Regions from separate parts of the Ctenopharyngodon idella genome. Here region 2 is linked to region 1. A link is a contact called in public Hi-C data. All regions are on one chromosome and are shown on one strand. Each heading gives the region's core, a stretch centred on a gene start, on an enhancer-like site or on the middle of the called end of the contact. The rest is flanking DNA. Distances are from core to core; before and after follow the strand shown.

What was found. A called contact is a pair of places that touch in the nucleus more often than the background predicts.
Region 2: a Hi-C map of muscle shows a contact between it and region 1, with 4 times the contacts expected there. The contact joins the promoter of znf644b here to the promoter of brdt in region 1. A contact is called at or near these places in 2 of 2 Hi-C or Micro-C datasets (both in muscle).

Annotation. Positions count from the first base shown.
Region 1 is chr6:15,830,858-15,837,723 of HZGC01, forward strand. brdt (bromodomain, testis-specific) reads right to left here and starts at 2,410. Exons shown (of 21, transcript XM_051896679.1): 1 at 2,245-2,410.
Region 2 is chr6:15,993,812-16,000,677 of HZGC01, forward strand. It overlaps znf644b (zinc finger protein 644b), which reads left to right and starts at 2,679. Exons shown (of 6, transcript XM_051897517.1): 1 at 2,679-3,224.

The DNA of each region.
Region 1 (6,866 bases), core at 1,160-3,659:
TCCTGTGGTATGCACTGCCCTCTATTGCCTAATAAGTGAACACTACAGTGCCTTTCAGCTCCACTAGATATCTTTATAAGTTGAAGTACAAGATCAGTCTTACTCCACCCAAAACAACCTTAAAAAAATAAAAATAAAAATAACTAGACAAACGGATATACGCAAGGAAACTTTTTACAGCGAAAATGCAGTAAATCAAAGTTTGAACATGCTAACTATTTTTCTCCCATAAACGAAGATTATCCAGCACATTAAAAAAAAAAAAAAACCAAAAAAAAAACACCAGTGCTGTTTAGATTTTTTTTTTTTTTTTTAAATGCCAATGTGACTTTAAGACTAAACTTCATTCTTAAAAAGGGAAAAAAAGGTCAGAAATTTATATTACTGCAACATTTTTTCCAAGGCAAATATAAAAAAAGCTAGTAGTAATAGAAATGTATCCCTAATCAATTTTCACTTACCAACTTAAAATGCCCTTCAAGACTTAAGTTAACATTACCCAATAGTTGAACAATAAATCTAAGACTCTTACTTTTACCATTTAGACAGTGAAAAACATTTTTTTTTTTTATAATAAAAAAGTCAGAATTTATTTAAATAGTCTCTGAGCAAGCTTTATTCAGCTCAACTACAGAGGTTATCCTTCATTACACTTACCCCAAACTAAAAGGTCATCGTCCCGCTCAGTAATATTTTTTTTCTCATACTCAAAAACATTTACAAGTTATATTGATCATTATGTGTACTTTATTTAAATAAAAGTAAAAGAAAACAAAATCACTGTACAAGAAACCTAAGGACTTACAAATTTATTTATACAAGAAAAACAATTTAAAAAATAAATAAATGCCACTTTATTAAATTTTCGTAAGCTATATAAAAACATTTAGTTTCACACTGGTTTGCTTATGGTTGGGAAGAGAGTATTTCTGTTTTTGGAGGGAAGGGGGGGGGGGAGAAGGAAAGGTCCATTTTCATTGATAAAGTCCACTGGAAGGAAAAGGAAATATTTCATGTTTATTCTCTAACAAAGTTTACAATTAGTCTATACAAATGTAGCGACGTTAAGACAATTTGTCTATGTTGTGGTCAAGCGCATGCCAATTGGACAAATTTAAGACTGCACACAAGAAAATAACATTCATCTATTCAGACCAGAAAGAGACTTCGTAGGTCAACAAAATTTACCAACAATGTAATATTGAAATATAAACAGCTCACTATGATCAGAGAGTGAAATATGCACATGTGTTGCGTTTAAATGCAAAATTTTGTTTGTTTCTTTACCCAATCCAGGGCCATGCGTTACATAAACCTGACGACCTCTTATGGGTGACGCAATACCAACTTCCGGCTCAATATGAATGCCACAGAAGTGTCGCATCTGCTTAAATTATCAGTATTAGGAACTTATACGAGCATATAACACACTTTAGGTAATTAGACACAGGTTTACATGAATTCCCCGATAACCGAGTTATCAAGCCTCGAGCCACAAAATGGCGCCTGGCTAGCTTTAGCTCGGCTAGCCACACATTACCCCGCCCCGTCAGATGCTGACATTGAGCTCAGTTAACAGTCCCTCCCCTAACCATTCCGCCAGCTAAATGAAGCTAGCTCAACTTGGACCCAAAATTTTACCTTTCCGTCTCGGGCACAACAAAGAAAGTTTAAACTGCCGAACTGAGACAGACGCTGCAGTGCAGGAGGAGCTCTGCTGGAAAACTTCACCAATCGAAGGATCTTGTTGATGCTTTGCGCCCGAAAAACCCTCTTAGAAAACGACTGAAAGATTGTTGAGCTTAGTTTTCAACGCCAACAGAACAAATTAACATCATATACATTTGAAATAACTCTGTTTCTTTGAAAGGTTAGTCATCAATGGCGGATGTCTCTCAAGGCAACCGCCTGGTATTTATACCCTCCTGCTGAAAGCGCCCAATCCCATTGGACAAGACCCCTCACGTGCTCCCTTCTTCCCCCTCGCGCCTCTAACACCGAGAAAATATTCCTTTAAAATGTATCCCACGGAAACCACACTCTGTTTTTATACCCGAAATGCTGTTTTACAATTGATCACGTTTATTTTTACGACGACGGACGAACTAAGAAACAGACATGTACGTCAGAGTATTTTTTTAAAACTGCGACATAACTGGTCTCCGGACATCACATGACCATTCTAGAACATTCTGTCGATCGCTATAGCTCAATTCCCGTTTTTAGTGTCTGTTAAATGGTTACATTGTGGCTCTTTTCCGTGGCTTTGGTTGTCAGCTTCTAGCGAGTGTCGGACATCGGTCATCTCTGCAGCTTGAAAATCTCACAAAGAGAACTATGATATGATAGAGCACCGAGCAATGCTGAGGGGAGGCGAACACGAACTAATGCGCATGCGCACTTTCTTGACAGTGATTGGCCTCTCAATTGACGCTGTCCTTATCTTTTGTGTTAGAATCTCCGTACATTTCTAAATCTTTATTAAACCTCTTCAAATAACAATCAGGCATTAAACAGCATGCAAAGAAAGACACACACACAACACACACACACACACACACACACACACATACATATAGTGTTGGGAAGCATATATTTCTACAAATAGACAATGTTTCCTCAATTTTTCAGAATTAGCCTAATTTTGCCTAGATTTTGTCAACATAGCCTACCGTCCCTACAATTGATCCTTAAGGAACAGTACTGTCATAGAAGAGTTCAGTTATTATGGAAGAGTTCTCTTTCTGGAAAAGAATATTGCTAGGTAGAATGACAGCCTCAGTCACCATTCACTTTCATTGCATTTTTTTTTTTTTTTTATCCATACAAGCGAATGGTGACTCATTCCAACTAACATTACATTGTATTCCACAAAAGAAAGAAAAATTCTAAGGATTTGTAACGACTTGTGATGACAATTTTATTTCACTAATTTAAAAACATGATTTAAAATAAACTTTCCACAAGAGGGCAGCAAATGACTTATTTTGGATTGAAAAAAACTTCCATTATGTTTTCTAGCTTGCAGTGCTGCTGTACAAAACTTAAATTACCTATAAATAACCCCATGTACTTATGAATAAGCTTACTACGGTAATGACACATTTACCAAAAGGTACAAAAAAATGGGTGAACGCGGTCCTCTGTTTATCTTTGCTTTTATAAATATTTAGAGAGAGCCATATGACATAACTTATGTCATATGTGTTGATTTATGTTGTCATGTTTGTTTTTATTCTCATTTTTGTCTTTAAGAAAACTTTAAGGGAATCTAAAGTAACTATACATAAACATCCCCTGTATTTGTTCATGCTTCAGATGAAAGGCTTCATCATATCATGTGGCTCCAAGGTCAAGAGTTCAGCACCCGACATTCCTCATGGGTCACTTCTCATATATGAGAAGTGTTATACAGGAAAGCACTTTGACAACTAAAGATCGAGAGAGATCAGGCCATGACCAAGAAGGAAGAAGGGATCTATGTGTCTATGCAGCTATTACATATGTAAGAAGATGTGGTGAGCCATTCCATTTTTAAATGCAATACAACCAGTGCACTGTTCTTATGCTTTACAATGCACTGGTTGTATTGCATGAAAAAAAAAAAAAAATCTACAGATGGTTTTCCTTATTTTCTTTCATTTTTTTAAGAACAATTTAATACAAAGGTTTTGACAAAGATCACAAATGCAAGCAAAACAAAAGAAATCAAAGAATTAGGGCAGGGATTCGTGTTCAGGACTAGATTTTGACGCATCTTTCTCCCCGTCTGTGCGGATGCTTTGAGTAGGCCTGGTTCTAAGGCATACATATGCATGAGAAGTGAAAAATGACATGAAGCCTCTGAGTACATCTTCATTGACACTCAAAAGCAGCATATCAATGTTTTCAAGACAGCATGAAGCTCCAAAACAAAGTTTTCCATCTTGCAAGGGTGCTGTCTCATTAGTGGCAAATCACGACTCTGACATTTACACTGTAAGCAGTGGTAATGCATTTCCATTTCCTTTAGAACGGAGCGGAACATTTCAGTCAGACAACATAAATCTGTTTGTTCGGGAAAACAAGCCAGGGGAGGAGGCAGAGACAGAATAAAAAAATAAAAATAAAAAAATGAAACAGTAAACAAATATATCCTGCACAAACAAATACACACAAACATACATCTGTGCAGGAGTTTAACTCACAAACAACCATACAAAGGATCTTGCATTTATCCTTTTGTTTATGTTTAAAACTAAATGATGATGTATGCAGCTGACCAAATGCAATTGTAAATGGAAAACATCATGAGCAAAATACAATTCGTCTTTAATGTCAGTTATTTGTTGATTTACAATGGCTTAATAGTTAATCCCACAATCAACTACTCTTTAGTAAATGGTTTTAAAATGGTTTCAAAATGGCTTTTGGTCCAGAAAGAGGTGTTAGTCCCTAAGGAAAAGGCCAGTCTAAGTCAGGACAGCATGTTCTTTGCCTTGAATCAAATCAGTTGGCAATGACAGAGTAATACTGCTATCACTAAATCATTTAAGATAAGATAAGACTCATACAGCAGAAGATCTGATTTAGTACTATATCTATGATATCAGAGAGAAAAAAAATCTGGTCTGGTGAAGGATATTAGTGTGAATTTCACTCCAAATTTCATCTTAATTAATTTATGTCATGAAAACAGTATTTTTTTATAATGTCTTGAATTGCTGCAAAATGCTGCAAAATTGCAGCAAAATGCAAATTTATACACTTTCAGAAAAAAAGGTACAAAAGCTGTCACTGGGGTAAAATCTTTGTACCTTATTTACCCTTAAAGGGTGCATATTAATGCCTTAAAGGTATAATGCTGCCTTCACGTGCTCTCGGAATTATCGTGAATACGAGTTTCCTACGTAAAAATTGCACATTAACACCCTCCCATTTAGAAAGTTGTATGCGATAAGCTCGTAATCACGACTTCAGAAGCGGGAATTATCAATTTCGATAGCATCTGAGGGCAGCATTAATACCTGAAAGGTACATATTAGTAGCGATTAGCAAAAAGTAGTAAATGGTACATATTAGAACCTCTTGAAAGGGTACCGTCTCTGTGACAGCTTTTGTACCATTTTTTTTCTGAGAGTACGTGAAAATAAGGCAGATGAGTTGTTTCAGATTTATTTTTTTTAGTTAATTCTATATATTTTTCACCCTGGAAAGATGTGCAGAGGATTTTGAGGGTTGTGGAACCACATCTGAGATCTGTTGGATAGTGCTTGGTGTAGATGACATTACTTTACCTTAGTTTATGGCTGAGGTCAAACTCATAGGCAGGGGACTCGAGCACCCACAGAAATGGCAGCACCCACAGAAAAACACAAGATATTCTCCATTCATTTTATCCAATCAAAAAAACGATTGAGATTCGGGAACCTCTCTGATTGGTGGATCTCACATCTGGTCCTGGTGGTTCATAAATATACACAATTCTATTGTTATGTTTAGCATTACAACATAACAACCTGACACAAAAGCTTGTGCTTTCTGTTTTTTTTTTTTTTTTTTTGCGCACTATGATAAAATTGCATTTTACATAGTTAACTCCAAAATCATCAGGTATATCAGCGGGAGAGCCACTTGCGGCAACACTCATGGAAAGAATGTGTGGTTTAGTTTGGTTGGTAATCATAGGTGGAGGGTGAATCAACACCAGGGTAAGGATAAGGAGATTTGTTATTAAAGGGTCTACATTCACAAACCACTGTTTTAACAGAAAAGCAAGCATGTGGGATTTGGCATGGCAGAAAGCCATTTATAATGACTAAAAAGCTGTCATCCATCTTAGTTCATTGTGATCTCACAAAGTTCTTTTATAATAAATGAAGCTGACTGCAAAATGAATCTCTTATATACATACATTGTTTGTTTTAATGAGGGGATTTGCAAGTGTGCAGAACTCATTGTGCATCTCAGTCAGCTCCCTATAGCTTCCTAGGCATTGGTAAGGACAGTAAGGATGCTGGCTAACTACACATTGGGACACTGATGACTGCATGACAACTGCCCCATTGTACAACATCACTTGAACAACAGCTGAGCTATCAACGCCTAAATGTATCTGCAGCGGTCATGTGGTACAGGTAGGAGCTCTCCAAAAATTCCCATCTTACAAGCTGTCGTTACAAGCTTTACGAGGACGTGAACCCTTTTTACAAGTTGAAATCTCATAATTACGGCAATTACAACATGGCGTGAATGCACATAGTGAGCATTGATGCTCCCTGGTTTTCACGGTGCATTGTGGGACTTTTTAAGGGCGCGAACATTTCCGTGCACAGGTAGGATTTTGCAGTTGAGACAGTCCGAGTCACTGATCAGTGCCCTGACTACTGAACAGGTAGCTGAGTGAGACGCACCGCCAAAATGCACTCACCGCTTAAAACGATGGAGTTTTTGTTCAGTGCTAACATAAACACCTTTGATTGGCCATTGCGTTCAGGAAATCAACTTATGTTTCTGATTGGCTTCATTGCTCAATGCTGCAAAACACATTGTAAACAGAGGCCTTTGATGCTCTTTAAAGCGCAAACACAGATAGGCCTACGCACTGAATCGTTTGCCAAATCTGTTTTGCCAATATGCTATTATTTTCGAGAGAAAACTGATAGTCTGCAGTCCGTGGCCAGGGGTAGGCTAAGCCTTGCCCAGCTTTACACATGCTCTGACTATGCTGGGAGGCCGTGTTTTACCTCGAGTAAACTTTTGTGTAATAAATTCAGTCAAGCGCACCATCACAAGGAGAGCTGGGGGAGAGTGTGGGCACCCACCTCCAGAAACAAATTGGCGCCTATGGTCAAACTCTTCATGGGAAGTAAACCTGTTTAAATAAG
Region 2 (6,866 bases), core at 1,429-3,928, 160 kb after region 1:
TCACACTAAAGGTAAGTTTACATGACAATGATGTTAAAAAAAACGGAAACGTTTTTTCTTTGTATAGATGACAACGCTGTAAAAACGATCCCCGTTCACACGGATCCGTGAAAATCACTAAAAACGCTGTATTATGCATGCCACGTCAGTAGTTGTCTGTCACTTTGTAAAGAAAGACTACGCGCCTGCACACATATGCATTCTTTTACAGAGCACTCACGCCAAATGCGCATCTCTATAGACTAAACACATAATACATACAGTGCTCAGCGTAAATGAGTACACCCCGTTTGAAAAGTAACATTTTAAACAATGAACACAAAAACAATTTCCAAAATGTTGACAAGACTAAGTTTTATATAACATCTGTTTAACTTATAACATGAAAGTAAGGTTAATAATATAACTTAGAGAACAAAATTTTCAGTTTTACTCAAATTAGGGTGATGCAAAAATGAGTACACCCCACTGAAAGTCTCTGGAGCAAAGCTAAATTTTAGACTACAAATGTCTAATTTAACAAGAATTCAACCACAGGTGAGTCTAATTATTCATTACACAGGTGTCCAACAGAAAGTTGACTATAAAAGGGTGTTAAAACACCTTCCCATTTCATGCTGTCAGCAATGGCACCACATGAAAGAGAAATGTCACAAGACCTGAGAAAGAAAATAATTACACCAGAAAGGTGCAAGCTACACTCTCCATCCAGCATCCAGTCTCTAAAAGAGGTCATTCCTGAAGAATGGAAAAAAATAGATGTTGCAAAATGTCACCAACTTTTTCATTCCATGCCTAGAAGACTTGGTGCTGACAATAAAAATCCTGGAGGCCATACAAAGTACTAGATGTAGTAGTTTTTGTTGTGGGGTGTACTCATTTTTGCATCACCCTAATTTGAGTAAAACTGAAAAATGTGTAATCTAAGTTATATTATTAACCTTACTTTCATGTTATAAGTTAAACAGATGTTATATTAAACTTAGTCTTGTCAACATTTTGGAAATTGTTTTTGTGTTCATTGAGATATTGTTTAAAATGTTACTTTTCAAAGGGGGTGTACTCATTTACGCTGAGCACTGTATGTGCATGCCGTCACCGTTTTCACAGATCCGCGTTTTTGTTGTTTACACGGAGATGATAACGGTATTGTTTTCAAAAACTTAAACTTTGAAACCTGTTTTCAAAAGTTTGCATTTTCAAACCCCCAAAACGCTGTTGTTGTGTAAATGAATGGCCAAAACGCATACAAAGTGTTTCATTTTTAGTTGAAATGGTGTTGTGTAAACAGCTCCTAAAATGAATTACTTTTTTTATTGAAGTGGAAACTTTATATATAGAAACTGCGCACACACAGAAACTGGTTTTCAACTTCTTCCCCATGAATTTTATAAATAAAACAGCGTCACTACTGAAAGCTACCTTATATTTCTCAGCAACGAGGTGATAACTTTTTGTTTTGCTGTTTTTGTAATTAAATTCATAGTTTCAATATCACACAGAGACAGTGTACAGATACAGGTAATTCACACTCACAGTCTCTCTCTCTCTCGTAAATAGAGTGCAACAGTTAAGTTCCAGAAGTAAAAACTCCATTCACATTCTCCATAGGGAAATTGATTTTTAACGATAACTTAAAAACCTTTAAAGACAGTCATACTGTGAGCTACGAGGCTGTTAATTGATAGCATTTGCTTCTGTTGAAGCCATCAGCCCGCATTATTTCATCTTAGTTTTAAAATAATCATGTTTAACAGTGAAATTTGTAGTGAAAAACTACATTACCCATGATGCTGTATATAAGATTCCACCAATCAGGTCGAAATAAGAAAAATCAAAATGTTGAAAAAAAAAAAAAAAAAAAAAAAATACTATTGATGCACATTTACTACATTTGATTTTATTAAAACTTTAGCTTCTTAACTTTCACTTTGCTTAGCTTACTTTTTGTTTAACAAATATTAAATTTTTTCCCCCCAAACAATAAATGGCAGACCCTCCTTTACTACTGGTCTAAAACGAAAATGTTACACAATTATATCCTATATAACAGACAAGTCTATGTGCCCATATTCGTCAAAAATGTAATATGCTAACTGTATAACTGTGCTTGTACATATTGTAAAAACACTTTTGCATAAATATGTGTTGCTACTGTCTAACTGGCTAAGAACACCACTTCATTTTTCTTTTACCCTGCATAGTTTTGTTCATGTTTTTTTTTTAGGATGTCACACAACTGTCCATGCTGGCATTTCTTTTGTAACAGATGCTTTTGGGGCATAATACCATAGTTTCCTTAATGGTGTTCGAATTGGTGGTAAATTCATATGAAATTTAGGTCATGAGTGATGACCCACTAGTTCTTACCCAGTGGTTTAAAATATTCTTCTAAAAAATGGATTCCAGTCACTGACAATGTCATGAATGAAAACTTTCAATTTCAATTACACTCTATCACTGCATGTAGAGTTTAAATATGTGGTTTAAAATACATTTGACACATCTTTATGGTAACAAAACTGATTTGCAAAACATCTTATTCCATTCCTTTAAATTGTGATCTGACATTACAAACAACAGTGAACAACAAAACCAGAAGAAAACAAAAAATGCAATTCAGGAATTCATTATTGTATTCTTATAAACAAGACAATTGCCTGTATCTATTATCAAACAACTAAAATCTCCACTAAAAGTGTTACGGTTTTCAACAACAAAAAGAAAAAATGCTTATAATCACTTCCTGATAAAATGAAAAGCATTCCAGCCAATTATGACATTATTATTGACCACATCCCTAGGTGTGCAAGTCCACCTCCCCACCATCTTTTTCTGTCTATTTTTTTTAACACCGGCAGTAACTTCACCCAAGAAGAATTCACCCTCTGTCTCTGGAATAATCCATATCGCGAGCGGGGGATTTACAGTATGTCTCACCATCACCCCACTTTATAAAGACCCAATGAACTATTTCTCCGTGATAAAATAACATGACCTTGCCTTTTCACTTTCTCTTTTAAAGAAGGTAAACATTTATTTTGTTCTTCGTATATGGTGTAATTTGTGTACGCACAGACCGAACATCCCTCCTGGAGTTTTAGTTCAACCTGCAGAATTTTAGGCAAAATGGCGACATTGTAACAGATGGAGGACGAAAAAAAGGACTGTAATCAAGTACCATGACAAACTTGCCCCATGTTATAGTGTCATTCTCTGGAAAGGTAGGTTTAAAGCTTACAAACGTTTTCCCTTGCTGGATGTGTGTTTGACCGTGTTGAGAAATGAGTGCGCGATGGGTACAGTGAGTCCTTGCATGGGAACAAGAGCTTAAATACACGGGCATCAGGTATGTCAACACGGTGCCAGTCACGAATCGTGCAAGCTAACATTTCACCCTTCCGCTGTCACGCTATTGCTCTGAATAGTATTGCATTTGGGGGAAAGTTGGACGCTCTTCTTCCATCTGAGGTTTCTCGTTTTCCCCCTGCAAAACACTTTATACACACTTTTACAAGGTGGGTGTCAGAATCGATTCAAAGCGATGTCAGTCACTGGATGAGACGAGCCGTTTTCCGTGTCAGCGGGGAGTTTGTGTCGCGGCCTCTAAGTCGCGGGTTTGACACTTGAAGAGCGAAGACGTGTTCAGACGCTCTTCTTGAAGGCGCTCGGCGCGACCTTGATTGGAGGGAATCTGTGCGCTACGCGTTTGCGCACCGCGGCAAACAAACATGCCGCCAGCCTATTGCTTTCACTTGTAAACCACAGTCGATCATTTTGAATGGTGCTTAAAAATAAGCCCTATGTGAAAGATTCTTGCATGCCCCCTGAACTTTTAATAGCTGTAAACGCACATTTTATAGTGTTTTCAAATGAAATAACAGCACTGATATGTGTGTGGCCTACTGTATGGCAGTAGACATCATTTTGATAAATCCTGCTTTACCTCCGTTAGTTCTGGACTTGCAGATGGACAAACTGTGTTTTACTGCATGATAACTTTTTGTGCTGAAAAATCCTGCTTTAAAGTCACCATGAAATCAAAATTGAAAAAAATCTTATATTGAAAATATGAAATACTGAAATATTGGAGTAGGCCTATTTATTATAAATAAATCATACGTGCACATCATCATCATTATTATTGTTTTTAATTCATGTCCCCCTCCTAATCTTTAATCAAAATAACTTCTCCCACTTTCAACAACAGCTCTTCTCTTCTCTGATGACATGTTCACTGGCGCGAGGGCGGGACAACCTGTCACTTGCATGAGTTTGCAGCAATAACAAACAACAAAAGCGATCCAATCAATTTCCGTCAAACAAAATCAAGTCCTGCTTACAATTTTTTTTTTGTTCCAGAAGCTGTTTCACTTGGATATATGACACAATAAGGAAGAAAAAGACTATCACATCTTTGGTTTCATGCCAACTTTCACCTTTTTTTTTTTTTTGCCCTAAAGCTCTTTGCCAACCTTGTCAAGATTCGGTATTTTCATTTGCTCACTAGTCCAATGTTAGACTTGAAAGCATGTGACTTGTCAGCCGTAACTCAGAGACTTTTTACCTACACATAAAATTTCACATTTGATAATATTTAATAAAATCTATAAATAAACTAAATAAATTCAATAATATCATAACAAAGATTGCAATTGGACTGTATATCAGCACTGCCGTGATTCAGCCATAAGCAAGACAATTAAACTAGGGATAGAAACAAGCAGTGAAAAAGAAAAGACTCCACACTCACGATGACACAATCTCCGCTCTGCACCACTCACATAATCTGGCCTTGAAAGCAGTTACCATGGTAAATACACAATACTAACATGAACTGTTAATGAAACATATGGACACTGCTCCTGATGAATAGAATGAACATCATACCTGCATGCTAATCCTTCCCAGCTAACATACGAAGTAGAAGTTACGTAATTTATTGGTACTTTTTGGTAATTTCATAACTTATTGACAACGTAACTATGACATTGCATGCTCATAATCTATTTTGCTCTTTGTGATATAAAATATAGTGCGCGCCGCCACATTTGCACATGCAATTGAAGATTGAGCTCTTCGAGCACAGTATAACATTTGATAGGACAGGAAAGTTTGTTTTTCTGAGGTGAGAGACTTTTTATTTTGTAACAAGTTACGAAAATAATGTTATAATAATGTCACTGACATATAGCTTGACAACATCTCATCTGACTGCAAATACTGAATCAGGAATGCGTTTTTCTGAGGCACTACTTACTTAAACTGCGTCTGACAGAAGAGTCAACAGCTTTCACGCAAGTCTTTCAAAATAAAAGTCTTGATTCTAGTGTTGTAGTACTTGATACCGGTCTTAAAGGTGCAATATGTAATATTTTCTGTCCGCTAGAGGTCGCTAGAGGCCTATTCAAAACAAAGGCGTAGCTTGATGACACCAAGTTTGAGCGCGGAATCTTGGGACATGTGGTCTTCACATCACAGCCGGTGGAAATAATCGGGATAGGACTCGGGAAGAAATCATGTTCATGGATGCGATTATTAACGTTACTGTAGTATGAAGCAGAGCAGGACGGAGTGTTGCGGGAGCTGAACGAGGCCGCTGGAGCGATTGCGCAACACACGCCTCACGAGCAGCGAAACTTTTATTATGCCACAGTCGCCGGCGCCGTTTCTGATTTTCCTGTCAAGAGTATGAGGTAACGCAGCTCTGTTTATCATATTAGATACATTTGAGTGTGTTGAAAATGTTATAACATTACTCTGTGCGTTTGCTTGGTGGCTGCTGTGAGACACTTGTTGCACACTGCAGTAAGCTAGATCGATTTTAGAATATAATAATAAATGCTGGATGGCTTGTGTTGATAAATGGTATGCAATTAATTTTAAAACGTATTGTATGATGGAGAAAATTCTGTATTACTGTTACTAAAAATAAAGCTGCATCTGATTATGCTATGTTAGCTGCTTCACAAAATAGTGTTTTTCTCTGAGGCATGGTAAAGCATGGTACTCGCAAAAAATCAAGAAAATTAGATTTAAACAATAAGACTAAACGTGTTGAGCTATATAATAACAATTAGTTTTCTGTCTATAAATGTAACCAAACAGTTGTTCCCTTGTCTATTAAAACATGTAATATATTAAAGCGTCTTTGGTTTTTTCCATGGTTTCTACAAAATAAAACCAGAAACCGAGGGTAATGCGGGTATGGCGCAATTGACAGGCGACTCCTCACATGTCCCGGAGCCTTGGTTAAAATTACAATTTTCTCACGATTTACAAATAGTTGCAAACATTTGGGATATTGTAAGTACTCAAGTGAACAAAATATATAACACTGGCCTAGTGGTTTTTGGATATTTTACTGCAAAATTCTTACATATTGCACCTTTAAGACTATTTTTTGAAGATCTTGGTCTTGTCTCGGTCTCAACCACATTTGTACTCGGTCTTGTCTCAGTCTCAGACTAAGAAGACTTGGGATTTTGTTTCAAGACCGGTCAAGACCACAACTGCGAGGATATCACTAAATTACCGGTGCATTGTCTGATATATTTATTAACATCATTATTGTGATTGGATATAAAACTTCTTGTCTTGGTCTCAACCCCTTAAAGTCTTGGTCTTGTCTTGGTCTCAACACACATTGGTCTTGGTCTTGACTTGGTCTCAGATTAGGTGGTCTTGACTACAACACTACTTGATTCAGAAAAAACAAAACAAAAAAAAACAAAAACGTTGCTGTTGTTTCTTTGACTGCACACTCCACGACCCACTCAAAACAATCTTGTGACCAACTTTTGGGTTGCGACCCACTAGTTGAAAAATAATGGTGTATGGCCTCCTTTTGCAGCCAGTTGTGGATT